Linked DNA regions of Bos taurus: region 1 is linked to region 2. The links are chromatin contacts, called in public Hi-C maps. All regions are on one chromosome and are shown on one strand. The core of a region is the stretch at or near the end of the contact, and the rest is flanking DNA. Distances in the headings are between cores, read along the strand shown. Region 1 has its middle 39 kb from the start of EPCAM. Region 2 overlaps TTC7A (tetratricopeptide repeat domain 7A).

Region 1 (4,080 bases), core at 147-2,646, 290 kb before region 2:
CTGATGAAGGTCCCCTGGGCAGTGATGGGCAGAGGGAGGCAGCAAGACAAGGCTTGTCTCCTCTAGTCTCCAGGGTAGGCAGGGTGTGTGGGTGGATGGCAGAAGCAGGAGCGATAAATGGGGTTTCCCACTATTCTTCTGATCAAGGCCACCCTACTGATTATGGCTCCAGTGCCTGGTGGCCTGACCCCTGCCTACTGCTTTAGTGTTACCACCCCCAGTCTCGATTTCTGGGCACCAAAGTTCTCTATGAGATTCCACCTCAGAACCTTTGAACATGCTGTTCCTGTTTCTGGGAATGCCCTTTTTATAAAACTAACACTTATTAAGCCTATTCATTCATTGATGACTTCCCTGGCTCCTGTCTACCAGGTGGACAGCCCAGAGCCACACTGGCCCACCTTCAAAAGCAGTGAACATCTATTTCTTTTTGGCTGCACTGGGTCTTTGTTGCTGCGTGCAGGCTTTGCAGCGAACAGAGGCTACTCTGTAGTTGTGCTCGGGCTTCTCACTGTAGTGGCTTCTCTTATTGCGGGGCACAGGCTCTAGGGTGCATGGGCTTCTCAAATGGCACATGTGCTTAGATCCCCCTCGGCATATGGAATCTTCCCGGACCAGGTATCAAACCCACGTCTCCTGCATTGGCAGGCAGATTCTTAATCACTGGACCACCAGGCAATTCCAGCAGTGAACATATAAATACGTGCTATATGCACAGAGCCTAGGGGTAGCGCATCAACCAGCAGAGTGCTTGTGAGGCCCATGGGATCAGCCAGGAACACACTTCACCTTGTCTTGGGTGGGGTCAGCACCTTGAACCTTTCCTTCATGTCTTTGTTACAGTCTGTAATTATGTATCCGATGATATAATTTCTCCACTTAATAGTCAGCACCTGAGGTCAGGGCTTTTTTCTTTTTCTTTGTGCTGACCATTGTAGCTACGGCTTAGCCCTGGAGCCAGGGGTCTGGATGGAGCCTTCAATGCATTTGCTGAATGGAATCCTTCCTGCCTTGTTTTCTTTGAGCGCTGCCTGTCTGTGCAACTGGCATTTTGCTTTCAACTCATAATTCTTGGGGGTCGAGTGGGAGGGCTTGGAGGTCAAGGTCATGTCTAGAAAACTTATCAGGCTACTGAAAGTTGTGTTTTCTTCCTAGCTCATGGTTCCCACTAGGTTTGAGGTCCTCTCATACTGGGGACAACTGAGCCTGTCACTTGCTGGTGAGCATGAAGCATGGGCTCTTGTGAGAGGTGTGTGCTGGATGGGCCTGAGTTGTCAGCTCTGAGTGGGTAGGACTAAGGAGACTTCTAACCTGTGGGGTGTTGGGTGGGTAGGAGCAGGGCCCTGGCACCTGGAGGGCCTGTCATTCCCCATTTAGCCACCAAGAGGCACTGTTGCTCCATGGGGAAGAGCCAAGCTGTCCTGCTCTGGCCCTGTAGAGCAACCAGGTTCAAGTGATGACATCAGCTGGTATTTTCTGGGCACCACTGAGGTGGTAGGCACTAAGAATGCTCGAACTCCACAGTCATGAAACAGGTATGATGAAATCTATCTTACAGAAGAGTTGAGGCATAAACAGGATCACTTTCTCAATGTCAGAATTCAAAGCCTAACTAAATCCAAAACCCAGGGCCTTCCTGCCCCTCCCCTGCCCCTCACTCCCTTAGCCATTATGCCAAATCTCATCAAGCCTGTCCACATAGCAGCCACCTACCAGGGCTGTTGCCCACAGCACAAGCTTCTTTCTTTCAGTTGACTCAGTTTAGTCAATTCTGATTATCCAGATTAATATAGGGGCCACTGACTGGGGTGTACAATTTTAAACTGGGTTATTGAAACGCTTTATTTGAATCCAGAGACCATTACTCTGTGTGTGAGTTTGGGGGCTGAGGGTAGTGAGGGGGTGCGGACAACGAATTTGCTCGTCCAGAGCCCTTCTCCTGTTCTCATTCTACAATCCCTCCTCCTCCATCCCCACCAGCCCTCACACGGCTCTCAGAAAGCTTTCCTGCAGATTTGATCAGATGTCTCGTCTCACTATCATCCTTCTGTGGTCCCTGTACCTTCCAGGAAGAAGTCTCATTGCTTTGCCAGCACCCAAAATTCCTGAGCTGGAGCTTTCCTTAAGCGCCCCACTCACAAACATGTGTCCTTAGCCCCTGAGCCCTAGCCCTTCAGTGGCGCCAACTCTCTGAGGTAAGCAGGAACAAATGGATTTCCCACCAGGTGGTTGGGGAGATGAAATGACACCTGCGAAGCTGCCAGCACAGGGCTGACTGGTTAGCAACTGATAAATATCCCTTGCCTTCCCTTTCTCAGTCCTGGGAAATGTGTAAGGAAAATACAGCCTGCAAAGGCAAATTTAGGTGTATAAGGAAAGCTCCACGTGGTGCCTTCCCTGGGCAAACATTTGCAGACACAGGCAAATGTCATCAGGGTGGTATTTTGCTCAACCTGATGCTAGGGAAGGCATTTCCTGTACTGTTTTTTCTCCTGTGCCCATGGTGCCCAGCTCCTAGGTGATTCAAACACCCTCTGGATGCTAAACTCCTTGAGGGCGGGAGTAGGGCTATGAACCTCAGAGTATCTTTTTCGGCCTAAATAACACCAGGTCTCCACTGGTGTCTCCAAGAATGCCAGTTGGCTGATTAATTATTGACTAGGTGTGAGCAAAACTGGAGGGATGGGCAGGTTATTTCAGGGCATCATTGTCTGAAACAGAAATGGCATTGTTTTCAGAGGCTGCTGAAGCCCGGAAGACATATAGTACTTTCTTCTTCCTGTTGCAGAAGCTGGTGGTTGAAAACCACAAGGCTTCTATTTTTTTTAATTAATTTTTATTGGAGTATGGTTAATTTATAATGTGTTAGTTTCTGCTGTACAGAAAAATGAATCAGTTATATACGTACATATATCCATTCTTTTTTAGATTACTTTTCCATATGGGTCATCGCAGAGCATTGAGTAGAGTTCCCTGTGGTATACAGTAGGTCCTTATTAGTTATCTATTTTGTATATAGTAGTGTGTATGTGAATCCCAGTCTACCAATTTGTCCCACGCCCCTTCCCCACTTGGTAACCTTAAGTTTGTTTTCTACATCTGTCACTCTATTTCTGTTCTGTAGAAAAGTTCACTTGTACCATTTTTAAAAATGATTCCACATATAAGCAATATCACATGATATTTATCTTTCTCTGAATGACTTACTTCATTCAGTATGATGATATTGCAGGGACTTCCCCAGCGGCCCAGTGGTCAAGACTCAATGCTTCTGTGGCATGGATTCAATCCCTGGTTGGGGAACTAAGATCCCACATGCCACACGGCCAAAAAAAAAACAACACTATACACACAGGACAATCTCTAGGTTCATCCATGTTGCTGCAAATGGCATCAATTAGTTCTTTTTTATGACTAATATTCCATTGTATATATGGACCAAATCTTCTTTATCCATTTATCTATTGATGGAAATTTCGATTGCTTCCAAGTCTTGGCTATTGTAAATAGTGATGCAATAAACATTGGGGTGCATGTGTCATTTTGAATTATGGCTTTCTCTGGATATATGCCCAGGAATGGGATTGTGGGATCATATGGTAGATGATAGTGGCATCACTGACTCAATGAACCTGAGTTTGAGCCAGCTCCTGGAGATGGTGAAGGACAGGGAAGTCTGGCGTGCTGCAGTCCATGAGGTTGCAAAGAGTCGGAAATGACCAAGCGACTGAACAACAACAATGGTAGCTCTATTTTCAGTTTTTTAAGGATCCTCCACACTGCTCTCCATAGTGGTTGTACCAATTTACATTCCCACCAACAGTGTGGGAGGGTTTGCTTTTCTCCACACCCTCTCCAGCATGTATAGTTTGTAGATTTTTTGATGATGGCTATCTGACTGAGGTGAGGAAATACTTCCTTGCAGTTTTGATTTGCATTTCTCTAATAATTAGTGAGCATCTTTTCATGTACTTTTTGGCCACCTGAAACCACTTTTTCTTAGGGCTTTAGACTAAGAAAGCCATGAGTCTGAACGATGGGTGGCTTGATTTGAGCACACTTGGCTGGTTGGGGTGCCCA
Region 2 (3,929 bases), core at 1,065-3,564:
CTCTCTCCCATGGCATCTCTCACCACCTGAGTCCTTTCTGAACAACTTTCCCTATGTCAAGTCTTGGCACAGGCTTCCCTCACTGCCTTTAAGAGCCCTTCCCCTGCTACTGCTGCTAAGTCACTTCAGTCGTGTCCGACTCTGTGCGACCCCATAGACGGCAGCCCACCAGGCTCCGCCGTCCCCGGGATTCTCCAGGCAAGAATGGGTTGCCACTGCCTTCTCCCCCTTCCCCTACACATCCTTAAAAAAAACACCTGTGTCTTTACACATCACTTTCGATATCACCTCCTCCTTGCAGCCTTCCCAGGCCCTCCTGACTGTGTAGCTCTTGCCTCATGTTAAGTTCTCTTTCGAAGCAAGCATGACACTGCGGTCATTTCCCATTTACAGGCTGACCCCCTTTCGCACTTTGCACCCCCTGAGGGCAGGGTTCCTGTCTTGTTCCTGAAGCTCAGCCTGGGCATACAGCATGTGCTCAGCAAATGCCCTCACTTGTTCTGGGGGGTTCTCTAGATCACAAGGAAAATCAGTAGCTGCCAGGGAAGCAAATTTAGAAATGAAAGAGGATAAAAAGCCAAAGGTGACCACTCGGGAAGTCACATGAGTCCCTCCTGCAGCTTTTATGCATGAAACAGATTCCTGGGGACTTTGAGCTTGGAGCCATAAAAGGACAGAAGCTCAATTCCTTGCCTTCCGGAAACCTCTGGTTTCTGACAAGCAAGCAAGCAACATTATAAATTTTGATCCCCGTTTGTAAGATTGACAATGGAGACTAAGACCTGGGAGATAGAATAAGAATCACAGCAATCTTCCCTAGTCTGTCCAGAGCTTCTGAAGAGCCAGGAAGGGCATGAAGCACAGGGCACCACAGGCTCCTTAGAGACTTCTTGTCTGGGGGCTGCTACTGAAGGCAGAGTTCACCTTCAGGGGACTGCGCACAGCCCCCCTCCTCTATAAAGTCACACCTTCAGTTTCAAACAGCATCTCCCAGACTCCTATCATCTACATGCCACATCCACACTTTTGGCTACTAGCTGTACACCATTAGTGTTACTGCTTTGTGCAATACTTTTCTTAATATCTTCTTTCTTTTTACTTCAGTAGACATCCCACCTTCATCAAACATACCTGAAATCATGGATTTGGTGTACAAGTTGTTTGGCTTCAGGTTTCGCATTTCTTTTTTGCTAACAAATATTACATACAGAAGTACTTTTTTTTTTCAGAAGTACTTTAAAAACCTTAGTCCGTGTATCACTTACAGCCATTTGTGTGCCACTAGAGGTATTAAGGTGGGACCAGCGGCATTAGCATCAGGGGAACTTGTTAGAAATGCAAATTCTGAGGATCCCTACTCCAGATCTGCTGGGTCAGAAATTCTGCTGTGGAGTCCAGCAATCCATGTTCTATCAAACTCCAAGAGGGTCCCAATGACATTCAAGTTTGGGAACCACTGATTTAGTCGATTCCTCAATGCCTTCCAGTTCTCCTATGCTAAGCAATCAGGTTCCAGGAGGAACAACCTGACATGGAAACCCTGGCTTTGCAGCCAGATCCTAAATCTGCAATCTTAGGAAAGTGAGGTAGCCAATCTGACTTCTAGTCTCCCTGTCTGCAGGAGGATTCCTCATTTGCTCCCAGTGCTGTCAGGAAGACGAATATATGTGAAGCCCTGAGGACAGCAGGCATGTGGTATAGACTTACTGAGTATTAGCTATCTTCCCTATTTTCCTTTCTAATCTGGGTCCTAAAGGTCACATTACTTATGTTTTAATTTGCCACATTATTTTGCACGGAAGTTCAGAAGCTAATGAGTAGAGGGGGAGGAAGTACCCAAGGGGCTGCTCCAGTTTTGTGTCCATCTTTCTCCTTCCATCAGCCCCGCCCACAGGGGACACAAGAACAGGACTCCCTGATAGGCAGACCACACCCAGGGACAGGCTGGGAGCCCCAAGCCCGAAAGCAAGAGTCTGCAGCAGAAGCCCTTCAAGCCCACTGAGGACTCTGCCTTGGAGAAGGACCCAGAGGTGGACAGCAGGGGCAGCTGAGAGGAAAACCACACGGCCACCACTATTAGAAGAGTGAGAAAAGACGCATGAATTCTCAGAAGACAGGAAACGGCTGGCTCTGGGAACTCAGCTGCGGGAGAGCTCTGCTGGAGCAGCTGGGCCACAGGCTGAGGAAGGCTGGACCCTGGGGCTGCCCAGGGCCCCTTTGGCCCAGAAGAAGCCAGGAGTGCCCCGGACCTGTGGGTGATTTTCCACTCTGTGGGCTACCTGCCAGCCTCCTCCCTGGCAGCCTGGCCAAGGCTGCTACCAGGAGGCCAGAGCCAACAAGGACTATGATCCCTTCTTCCCACTGCAAGGCAAGGACTGTCCTCTCTCTGCCTGTAGTTTCTATATCATCAACACTCAGAAAGTACTCCCAGGTCAGCAGTACTGGCATTGCCTGGGGATTTGGGAGAAATGCAGACTCCCAGGGATCCTGTTTCTCCCAATACACACACAATTTAGGAATAAGCACTGTATTTTAACAAGATCTTGTGCTCCCAAAGTTGTATATTTTTATTGTTTTCAAATCTGTAAGGGAACTGGGCATCTAAATAAGCTTCCAAGAATTTTTTAGCAAAGTAATCACCCTTAGGCATCTTTTGGGTAAGTTCCAATTTTTATTGAATGCAGATAAAGAGAAAAACCGACAAAGGTTCCGGTGGCCGGAGCTAGACAGGGAGAGACCCAGGCTCCTGGCCAATGCTGATCTGTTCTGAAATGTCAGGAATGCCCCTCTCCCTCAGCTCACCCCTCCAGGAAATGGGAAACAAGCTGGGGTCTCTCCCACCAGCCTGAATAATCCTGTCGCAGGTCTAAACTGATGATGCCAGGTAGAGCTGGGACTTTTCTGAACCCCGTGAGAGGCCAGTTTGAAAGATCTCTTTGTTCCAATCTCTCACATTGACCTTTCTGAGCAAAGCTGCCACTTTAAACAATATCCAATCAGGAGCCTCCAACAAACCCTGGCCCAGAATCAGGCTGCATGCAGACAAGCCAGGAGGCCATGGATTCCAACTCAAGCAAACCCTGGCTGGTCAGGAGCAGAGAGAAAGAGATGTGCGTGCAGTCATGGGTCAACGGAAACAACCTGTCTTAGAGTGGCCTGCAGGTGGGCTATGCAAGGAGGTGGCAAGCTCCCCAGGGCCCCTGGTCAACAGCAAGCAGTGGGGAGGATTTTGGAAAGCACTTTATCTCATTCAGTCTTTGCAACTTCTAATGAGGTTGGTGAGGGAAGCTTCATATTTCTGGGTACCAGCTCAATGCTTGGAACACAGGAGGCACTCAAGAAATTATTGTGGAATAAATCCATCCATTCTCCAAGGGGAAAATTAAAGCCCTGAAGACGCCTGCCTTTTCAGGCCATCACTCACGCAATGGAAAAGGTGGGCTCCCTGCAGGCACCAAGGGATTCAGATTTCACTCCCTTCTAGCTAACCAGACCCTCCAGAAAGACAACGGTGTTCTGACTTGGCACAGTTACACTTCCCTTTCCTGGCTATCTGACCTCCAGGACTCCCTCGACTAAGTCTTTTCAAAGGGCTCACGGCATACCAAGTACCTGGATATTGTCCGACTCAATGGACATGAGTTTGAGCAAGCTCCGGGAGCTGGTGATGGACAGGGAAGCCTGGAGCGCTGCAGTCCATGGGGTTGCAAAGAGTCGGACACAGCTGAGTGACAGAACTGAACTGGATACTGAACACCAACTACCTGTTCTCAACAGGCATCCAACTAGTACAGGGGGAATGAATTAAGAGACTGATGATAAATGAATAGCTCATTTATGGGCTTGCACGTAAGGAGCTCATGGTCTATAAATTTAGCCATGCTCCTGATTTATTCAAGAGCTTAGCAAAATATTTTGCATACAGTAGG

The links. A called contact is a pair of places that touch in the nucleus more often than the background predicts.
Region 1: a Hi-C map of liver shows a contact between it and region 2, with 4 times the contacts expected there. The contact joins two enhancer-like sites. A contact is called at or near these places in 3 of 11 Hi-C or Micro-C datasets (blood, liver and skeletal muscle).

What each region holds. Positions count from the first base shown.
Region 1 is chr11:29,741,412-29,745,491 of ARS-UCD2.0, reverse strand. No RefSeq gene overlaps it. Among named protein-coding and RNA genes, the nearest start is that of EPCAM, 39 kb to the left of the region's middle. Within about 2 kb of position 1,396, at least 18 of the 102 cell types and tissues checked have an H3K27ac peak or open chromatin away from gene starts, as enhancers often do. A contact at or near this core is called in liver and skeletal muscle, where this site is marked.
Region 2 is chr11:29,447,891-29,451,819 of ARS-UCD2.0, reverse strand. The region is part of intron 5 of TTC7A (tetratricopeptide repeat domain 7A); the gene reads right to left. Among named protein-coding and RNA genes, the nearest start is that of TTC7A, 45 kb to the right of the region's middle. Within about 2 kb of position 2,314, at least 12 of the 102 cell types and tissues checked have an H3K27ac peak or open chromatin away from gene starts, as enhancers often do. A contact at or near this core is called in liver and skeletal muscle, where this site is marked.